Regions from separate parts of the Sus scrofa genome. Here all the other regions are linked to region 3. Evidence: chromatin contacts called from public HiChIP or PLAC-seq data. All regions are on one chromosome and are shown on one strand. The core of a region is the stretch at or near the end of the contact, and the rest is flanking DNA. Distances in the headings are between cores, read along the strand shown. Region 1 overlaps LOC110255810 (a long non-coding RNA gene). Region 2 has its middle 67 kb from the start of MIR15A. Region 3 has its middle 280 kb from the start of MIR15A.

Region 1 (3,015 bases), core at 141-2,640, 190 kb after region 3:
TTTAGCTAACTCGGAAGGGTTGGGTGGTCTGAGAATACACAGATACCACCCTAGCATGGTGACTTGTTACTGTGGCATCCATGGTTGATAAAGAAACTTCTCTGCTGAAGTTGATGAGCCTCTGTCCATTTCTAGGAAGCCTTTCTTAATTCTGGTTTTATAATTTTATGAACTTTTGCTTTACAAGCAATACTTGAGTTTTGGGTTATTCGGGTCTTTTTAAACAAAACTGGTACCCAGGTTTTATTTTATTTTATTTTATTTATTTTATTTTATTTTGTGGTGGTGATACTTTGAATTCTTACTTTGATGTCATAATATTTCAGAAATAACCACAAGTGATTCTGTAATTCTTCCAAATGTTTTATTTTTAACCTGAAGTAACCATGGTCAATGTCAATAAATGTTTATTGTGTGTCAGCTGGGTATGAGCCCTGTCCCTGGCACTTAGGTCTGCTCCGAGTAATCTGTATTTCTAAGATGTTTCATTATCTGATTGCAGAGTCAGATATTTCCTCAAAGTGGTCTTCCTTGTCTCCTAAATTTTAAAATTAAGTTCCTGATTTTTGAAGATATTATCTGTAAAATGTGTGTCCAGTAATTTTCATTTACGAAGTACTTACTATGAGCCAGAAACAATTTTACAATGCATTTCCTAGTCTGAATCCCCACAAAAATTCACCGAGTTGAGGGATGACTCATGATTCCCATTTTAGTCATGAGAACAACTGAGGCTTAGTCAGAGCATATCATTTGTTTCAGGTTGCACAGCAAGTGTAGAATTGGAGTCAGGTCTTTGCTGATTTCACAGTTTCTCAGCTACGCTATGTCCAATTTGATATTTGTAGCTTTCTGTAAGCTCGCATCCAGAGCCATAATTCAGAAATTATGAGTCATTTGGTTTTACATTTTAAATCTTAGAAACCAGGACTGCTTCAGTGTATGTTTACCAACTTCTGAATAACTCTGTCCTTAATGTTATACATGACTCTTCTGTATGGTCTGGATTTCCAAGTTATTTCGAGAACTGATTATTTTGGTCAGACATATTTTAGAAGGGGACTTTAAGAGTGAAACTTACTTTAAATTCCCAATTATCCAGGGTATCTTATTTGAAGAAGAGAACAGCTGGCAGTTTTAATTCCCTAAGTGTTGAAATATTGTGGAAAAGAGAAACCCCAAACTAGCTTGCTAACAAATGGCTTAGTGAATGAATCAGCAGGAGTGAGCTCTCTCTGGTTCTTTTTGGATGTTTTCTATGTGTCCCCACAATTTGGGTGTAGTGTGATGAGCTGTTCTGCTGAGAAGCCAGAGTTGAAAGAATAAACAGGATTGACAGAATAAACAGAGTAAACCCTGATTGTGGAGGAAGGTTTACAAGTCAGCTTCCTTCTACAGCTTCAACTCACAGGCCTGGCCTAGCCTCTAGGGAGTGCACCAAAGCTTTCCCTCTGTGAACCGGTGGAAATAGCTGCATGCCTCCAATTTGTCTGGTTTCTTATTGATTAGGGAGGGCACAGGCTGCCAGTGGAGGAGCCCAGAAAGCTGGACACGGCTCAGTGAACAAACACATGCGCAGATGCACTGACAAGAGAGAGGGAGAGAGTGGGACACTGCACAGTGCCTGTGAATTCTCTCTCTCACACACACACACACACACACACACACACACAATGTCTTAATGGAAAATAAATGAATTTATTGATGTTGATCATTATGGCTGATACTTCAAATTAAATGTCACATTTGTCGAAAAATTTTTCCATTTTGTACTTGTCAAGTACTTCTCCTCTAAGGAGCCTTAAAGGCACACTCTGTTCTCTAAGAGCTGATCAGCTGGCACTGTTAAATGAGCAGCTTGGGTGGAGGATGGGCAGGAAATTGACAGTGAAGAAGGAGTTGTAAAGGGAAGAACAAACATCAAGCGCCCATGGTGGTCACTCAGCATTGGGAATCACAACTGGAGGAGCTGAGTGAGTCTGCAGCAGAGCTCATTTTATCAACAGGGCTATTTGGGCACCTAGGGACCTGGGCAGATTTCCTTGCTGAGAAGAGCTGTTATCTGGGAGTCAATTCTTAAGCCTTAAAGTCCTTGGCAGTGCAGTCCTGTGCTCTGAACCTGCTCCAGATGGTTCACAGAAGTTGTAGAATGTGTTTATAATTTGTGTCTAAGAACAGCTGAACTTTGGACCCCAGGTGATAGTGTCCAGAGGTGGACATGAGGGACAGTGACAGGGACGCATGTGCCTCCTAGGCTGGTTTGGATATCTCAGGATTGACTCCCAGTGACACTAGCCCCTAAGCTCTGGCCACCAGTGTACGCATGTAACATGAGCTCAGACAGCTCTGTTGACCCCCAGGACAGCTGCAGCTTGAGTTAATAGCACATAATTCAGCCCCTCACTGAGGCTTTCCTAGAAATCCAACCCTGAACTCTACATGGACACAGTCCAGGGACTCCTTTCCCATCTGAGAGAGCAAAAATACATCTTTTACATTTGTTCACTCGCAGCAGTTGGATGAAGCCACAGTCACCAGTGTCTCAATTCTTCCTGTTCTTCCTGTCCTGTGAGGCGCCACTGCTCTTCTTAGAGTGCTGTTTGTGAGACAGAATAGGGACACTCCATCCCACTTAGGATTCTTAGCAGAAGAGAATCCTGATTCCTAGTCACTGGGAAACAGGTACAGCTGAGACACAATGAAATTTGAAGGTCCAGGTCTGGGGGAGAAGGATGGAACAGTGAGTTGAGACCTCTGACTCACAGTTCTTTCTCTTCTTTAGGTAGACACATTCTTTTGATCATATCTCCTGAAGAAGCATAAGACTTTCAAGGTGTCATCTGACTCCTTGGCACCAAAACCCAGCATACTGAGCATGATGCTGGTAACCAAGGCCCCTGAACTGAGGAGGATGTCCTTTTGTACAGAGTGCACAGAAGTGGAGACAAGCAGGATGGGAGGAGCTGCTTTTTGCATCTTTTAAAAAGAAGAAAGTTTCATAATTCCCCCCTACAT
Region 2 (3,120 bases), core at 452-2,951, 210 kb before region 3:
TGACTGATAATTGTTTGTACAGCACTTATACACAGAAGAACCCCAGGCTGTGGTACACATTTTTATAGTACTTTCTTGGGAGGTAAACATGTTATTTATAATCGCCAGCAGAATTTTGATGATAAAGACAACACACACCTTCCTGCTACAGAATATCCTATACGAATTTTCAACATCATCCAGTTTTCCTTTATGCCCAGCCACCACATGGTGTTATGTATTTAACAACTCCGGCAATTAATAAACAACATAGTTATGATATTCTGGGATCTACTAGGACTGCTCTGTCATTTACCTGAATTATTTCTCCTTGGTTCTCCACTTAAAAAGACTGTCTACCATCAGGCGTCCTTGAAATTCTCCATCTATCCAGGAAAATGTTTCAATTTTGAGATAAACCGTGTTCTAAGTCTGCCTACAGCACACGCTTTCTTTAAGTCAACCCTTTCCTTTTTCAAAAAGTCACTTAATTGTTGCCTCAAAACCGAGCTCTTTGCCCTCCCTGGGTAGACAGATCACAACGAAGAGTATTTCCCTGCAGCTAACACATCAACTTATAAATAGCGCTTACCGCGCTGAGTCACCAAAACCCGGAGTTTCCCCAAATAGCTTATAACGACTGCTGGGATCGCGTCTTCCAGAATGGTGACAGAATCCTACAGAACCCATGAGGTTAGACTCTAGGCCCATGCCGATAAGCAGGTCCCCAACCACCCAGCACCCAAAGAACGTGGGCAAGGCCGCCTCTTCCCAGCCAGGCGTAGACGTCGGACCTCGGATGGCGTTCTCCGACAGCGGGACTTGGCCTTGACCGCTCCTGGACTGTCCCCGCCCCCTCCGGAGCTGGGAGCCGCAGGGGGCCGGTACCAGCCTCCGCCCAGGGCTGCCCGCTCACACAAAGAGGCGCGTCCAGAGAGGGCGGCCTTGGGTTCTGCTCAGGTTATAGGCTCGGGACTCTGGGCAGCTGGGGAAGCAGTTAGGGGCTAAGGCCTTGAGGAAAACCCCTGTCTCCCCCTCCGCCCACTCCCACACGTTTGAAATGGCAGCAGCCGCCGGTTTGGGGGCTGGGGGAGCAGATATGGGGGAGGGAACGGAAGTGCCACCCCCTGCAGTCAGGGGATGGTGACGTCACCTCTACTGTCGGCCTGTAGCGGGGGCGTCTGCCTGTCACGTGACGCTACCCCCCCTCCCGACTCCCCGCCGAATCCCGCGCGCGCGCTCCCTCCCCCAGTCCCTTCTCTCCAACTTTCGCCCTCCCCGCTCCAGCACGGCTGTCAACAGCGCCAGCTCCGCCCCCTCCCCCGCGCCCAGTGTAACCGCCACGGCGGCGCGGCTGGCGCTCCGGCTTAGGTCCGGGCTCCTGGAAGAGAGCGTGCCTTCGGTCCTCACCTATCCCCAATTCCCAGCGCGCTGGATGCGTGGACGCCGGAGCCAGGGTGCGCGGTGGCGTGCGGCGGCAGCGCTTCTCCGCTGAACCCTCCCATAGCAGGCGCAGGACGAGGCGGAGACGCAAGGTCCAAGCTCAGAGGGGGCGAGTTGCGCTCAGCAGCCTCCTGGTCTTGGCACGTCTCCGCTGGGGGTTGACCCCCCCCCGGCGGGATCCGCAACCGGGAGCCAGCCGTCGACCCCCCTACCCAGCGGCCCGCGCCTCCGCGGCGCTCCCGCCTCCACTATCCCTGCCTCCTGGGCGGCGCACGCAAGTCCTGCTTGGCTTCGTCTCGGGCCGCCGCGCGGCCGCTGGCTGTACGACGAGGGGCCAAGCACAGAATGCCTCCTTGAACCCCCTCGGCCACCCCGCCGTGCACTGCTGGGGTTCCCGATTGGATGGCTGTCACTGCTGCGCCTCGTTCTATTTTCCCCCTCGGTTCCCTGCTAAAAGTAGAGGCTTGGGGGAGGGAAAAGAAAACCCAGTGTTGAAAGGGGCGGTGCAGACTGACCTGTCAACGGCAGAGAAGGAAGACCCCCAGGTCGGGGCGAGCTCTCGAGCCCGCGCAGGGAACGGAGCCCTGGTTCCCGCGGAGCGGCGCGGCGGCAGCGGCTGTGGCTCAGCCAGGTGTCCCCCCTCGGCGGGGCCCGCGCTGCCGCGCCCGCCCCCTCCCCCGGCGCCGCGCTCCCCGCCCCATCATCAGGGACCAGGGAACCCCCCAGCTCGATTTTTTTGTGCAGTTTCAGCAAAGCTCCGAGGAAGTTGGTCCTTTTGTTCCACTATTTATAGATTGCGTCAACATTGCGAAAAGGAGAAGGCGGAGCGGTGGCCCCTCCTCCTCCCCTCCCCCGCCGGCTCCTGGGAGAGAAAAGCCCCAGCACACGACCTAAGTACACAGCGCGCCAGCCGCCCGCCCGCCCCCGGCCTCCAGCTCGCCGCTTCCCCCTCCCAGTCCCGGCCAGAGCGCTGCCAACCCCATCACGTGCCCGCCCGGGAAAACCAGCTCCCCGGGGCTCCGCGCCGCCCGCCAGGCTCCGTGGCGGCGGCGGCGGCGGCGGCGGCTGCCTCACTCGGCTGGGCACCCAGCTCGTGGGCTCCGGTCGTGGCCCAGGCGTCGCGCACAACGTGGGCACCCGCGCCCTAGTCACCCAATGGGGCCCCGGGGTCTGCAGCTCTTGGGTGTGCTTGCAAGCCTTCCGCGCTTCCGCCCTCTACCCTCCTCCCCGCCTCTGGAGCGCCAGCGCCCTGGTGCCGGAGTGTGCGCGCGTCCGGGCCTCTCCTGGGAGCCAGGGGCCCGACTAGTCACTCGAGCGGCCGCTTCCTCAGACGTTGGGATGCCCATCCTTCCCGGCCCCCGCACGATTGGCTGAGGGCGGGGGATCGAGGGACGCGGGGGTGGCTGGCGGCAGCTCGCCGGCTAGCCGGCGGAGCGCGGGAAGTACAGTGCGGCAGTTCCGAGACGCGCGTAGACGCTCTCCCTCCTCCGCAGGTGCAGCCGGGCTTAGTGCGAGCTCACTTACGGCTTCCCGGACATCTGCGGACCAAAGAGTTTGCAGACCTGAACCTCAGTGGGGGTAATACAGTTTTTAGGGAGTTACTGGAAGTTTGATCTGTGACAAAAACATTTGAACTTTCCTTTAAAAATCTGATGACGAAATGCTAGGCCCCGCCATATGTCCCGAAATGAAACTGAG
Region 3 (3,002 bases), core at 343-2,842:
TCTTTGCCTTAAAGCATTTTGGGGATTTTTTCCCCCACTAACGATCCTATTTCCTTACCCTAAACACCTTAATTCATATTTTATCTATTATGTTCCTAAATGACCTTAAATCTCAGTATTTTTCCAAGGGACCTTAAACTCATTAGTGGTTGTTAAGTTAATGGATCAAATCAGCACTGAAAAATGAAGTAGAATGAAACGGAAGAGAAATTATCAGAGCACATCTTAGGCAGCAGGGAAAGTATTGGTTTTGCTAACAGTTGTGTGTATAGGAGACAATACTGAGTGGTGCTACAAAATGTATTCTTTACATGGATGGTTATGAGAAGAAGGTGAAAAGCAAGGTCTTAGGGCAAGTTGTTTCATTTTTAGGCACATGGCAGGCATTAGGGAGGGGGAGATATCACAGTAGGAGATTTTCTATACATAACTTCCACTGCTCCATGTAGACAGCCACCTTCCTAGTCTGCCTCCTCATTCAGGGTCATACCTTTTGACATTGGTCCTTTATCTTCGCTTGGTGGAGGATCATCAGGAAATCAGAATATTCTTCAGTGAATACTTTTTTGCTTGTAAGGTGCTTTTGCCCACTTGATTATGGATTGTAGATTCCAAAAGCTACGTTCATCCCAGAGAGGAGGTTAGGTTCAAATTCCTGCCTCTGAGAATCCTCCAGCATGATATTCTTTAGCTGGTTTTTGGTTTTTGATAATTCACTGTTAACATGGCCACAGTCTAGAAGGTGATGCATTTATCTGAAAGTATTTCCTATGTCTGAGTAACGTTTAACTTTTGAAGTTATGTTGCTGTTATTTAAGTGAGGTATGATTGGCCTATGATGTCTCCAGTAGCCAAGGGATGATTTTTGAAGGGAATGCAACAAACAAGTGGTACTGGTTTTTAAGAATGAAGCTAACAAGTAGATATCCTGGCTGCTAAGCAACTTCGTGGAGGCAGGGACAGCCCAGCATCTTATTTCTTTCTGGTTCATGGAGGTCTCCACTGAGAGCTGTTTTGCAGAGGGACTGTATCTCACCACCGTTCCAGAGCCCCAACTCTTCCACTCTGGGACCAGCTTTTGCCAACACTTCTATTTATTGCAAATCAGTTACTGTTTATTAAAAGCCCACTAGTACGATTCCCCTGGGGTCTGTGCAGACTGGGGAGAACTCTGGGATGAAAAGATGGAGGCTTACCTCTAGAGCCTTTAGTTAGTGGAACTTACTTATTTTCAAGCCCTTTCATCAAGTGAAGCTGGCTGATGCCAAGGAGAGTGGGAGTCATATTGGTTTTGTGTCTCCATTGAAAGCTCTTCATATTCACCAAAAAAACCAAAAAAACAAAAAACCACCTCAGAGAAATCTTAAGCTCAGAAGGAGTTAAGCTGTGTGTCTGCACAGTGTGGCTTTGTTCTGGCAATGTCCCATCAGTTTAGGTCATTTCTGATGACTTCACTCTCCTGGTGACATCAGCTTCTAATCTCCTGAAGGTGAATTCATGTGCGATTGCTTCAAAATACTCACTCCCCGAGTTCCAGGCCATTCCCGTTGATATATGGACAGAGCTTGTCTTTCCCAGGCCGCAGTCTGGTCTGTGTGCTGCATTTGTGCTTACTGTATCATATTACCATGTGGACATTATGTCACTAACTGGCACAGCCCAGCTCAAAAATGAAATGTGCTTTCGCAAGCAAAAAACCAAAAGCTAACATCACTCCTTCTTATGCCCTACCCCAGGTATAAAATAAAAAGTTTAGAAAGGATGGCTTGGCTATATTTTGGCTGGATATTTTTCTAAGTGCTCTCTTCTTTTTGCACCCTCTATGTGGTCTGAATGTTGCTGGTATCTTTATTATAGTTTTCAGTTCATTATACCTACTAACTATTAAAAATGTTTGGTTACTGGTGGCACAAATTAAATCTAAGACCTTCAAATAATTTAGGTTAGCCTTGTTTTAAAATATCAAGTTTGTAAATGAAAGTAGCCTGTTTACCTTCTAGGACCATTTCCTCTCCTTTGCCTTTCAAATGTCTTGAGAAAATAAAGAGTTGTCAGGAAAGTAGCTCAGGCTTATTGGATGGGCGCCCAGAGTCCATGTCAACCAAGGTGTTGTAGCTGTGCACTTGCCCAAAGCTGACAGGGATGTGAAGCCTCTGGGGATGGTGGGACATGGCCTGGAAAGTCCCCAGAGTTTGCCTAGTCTTAGGCCAGTGTAAGCACATGTTCTGCCCTTTTCTGCCCTTCTCCAGTTATGTCACTAGGGATACAGAAAACCATAAGGTCTCTGTGAGCCCTGCTGTCCTCCCATGGCTCCCATCACTGCGAGGAGGGAGTGTGCTCTTTTGGGGTTCTCACATGGGCCAAAAAGGGACAGAGAAGGGGAGACTGCCTGCAGAGAAACAGAGTCCCACACCTTTTCCAGGACCTTGTGCATCCATGTCTTCTTTTGATGAATGGCTCTTGGCAGTCAACAGTACCTTCTGATGAAGAGCTGGCAGGGTGCACATTGGAGTTTAAAATCATGTCAGGAAAATTTCATACCAACAGTATTTCTAAGAGGAGAGCCTGGTGTTTGAACAGGCCAAAGCAATGCCACTTTCACTGTTTATCTTCATTTCATATTGAAGGGAAAGAAAGAAACGAATAGAGCAATTTACTCTTAGAAGTGTCACAGTGCAATTTTCAAATAGTCATGACTGTAATATTCAGTTTTGGAGTCATTCCATAGACTACAGGGGTACTGAAAACATATTCTTTTTTTCTTTACCTCTTCCCATTTAGAGGCTCTTATGTTTTTTGCGTAAGGAAGTAAAATCTCTGAGTGACTTGCAGATATATTTTTATATGTAGGGGTAGTTAGGCTTTCTGAGTTTCAGATCTGTTTTAGTTGAGGATGGGGTGGGGGTTGGAGATTGGCTGCATCAGAGGAAACTGGTGAACTCTTAGTCCAGGATGCTGGCACCATTACCATTCACATCTGCTCAGGACATATGAAGAGACTG

The links. HiChIP or PLAC-seq counts read pairs in DNA pulled down with a chosen protein or histone mark.
Region 1: an H3K27ac HiChIP or PLAC-seq map of skeletal muscle shows a contact between it and region 3, with 4 times the contacts expected there. The contact joins two enhancer-like sites. A contact is called at or near these places in 1 of 47 Hi-C or Micro-C datasets (embryonic fibroblasts) and 1 of 2 datasets of contacts at active chromatin or transcription factors (skeletal muscle).
Region 2: an H3K27ac HiChIP or PLAC-seq map of skeletal muscle shows a contact between it and region 3. The contact joins two enhancer-like sites. A contact is called at or near these places in 2 of 5 promoter capture datasets (fetal liver and liver) and 2 of 2 datasets of contacts at active chromatin or transcription factors (alveolar macrophages and skeletal muscle).

What each region holds. Positions count from the first base shown.
Region 1 is chr11:17,289,221-17,292,235 of Sscrofa11.1, reverse strand. All of the region lies in intron 1 of LOC110255810 (a long non-coding RNA gene), which reads left to right. Among named protein-coding and RNA genes, the nearest start is that of DLEU7, 320 kb to the right of the region's middle. Within about 2 kb of position 1,390, at least 22 of the 83 cell types and tissues checked have an H3K27ac peak or open chromatin away from gene starts, as enhancers often do. A contact at or near this core is called in skeletal muscle, where this site is marked.
Region 2 is chr11:17,689,307-17,692,426 of Sscrofa11.1, reverse strand. No RefSeq gene overlaps it. Among named protein-coding and RNA genes, the nearest start is that of MIR15A, 67 kb to the left of the region's middle. Within about 2 kb of position 1,701, at least 81 of the 83 cell types and tissues checked have an H3K27ac peak or open chromatin away from gene starts, as enhancers often do. A contact at or near this core is called in skeletal muscle, where this site is marked.
Region 3 is chr11:17,478,396-17,481,397 of Sscrofa11.1, reverse strand. No RefSeq gene overlaps it. Among named protein-coding and RNA genes, the nearest start is that of MIR15A, 280 kb to the left of the region's middle. Within about 2 kb of position 1,592, at least 13 of the 83 cell types and tissues checked have an H3K27ac peak or open chromatin away from gene starts, as enhancers often do. A contact at or near this core is called in skeletal muscle, where this site is marked.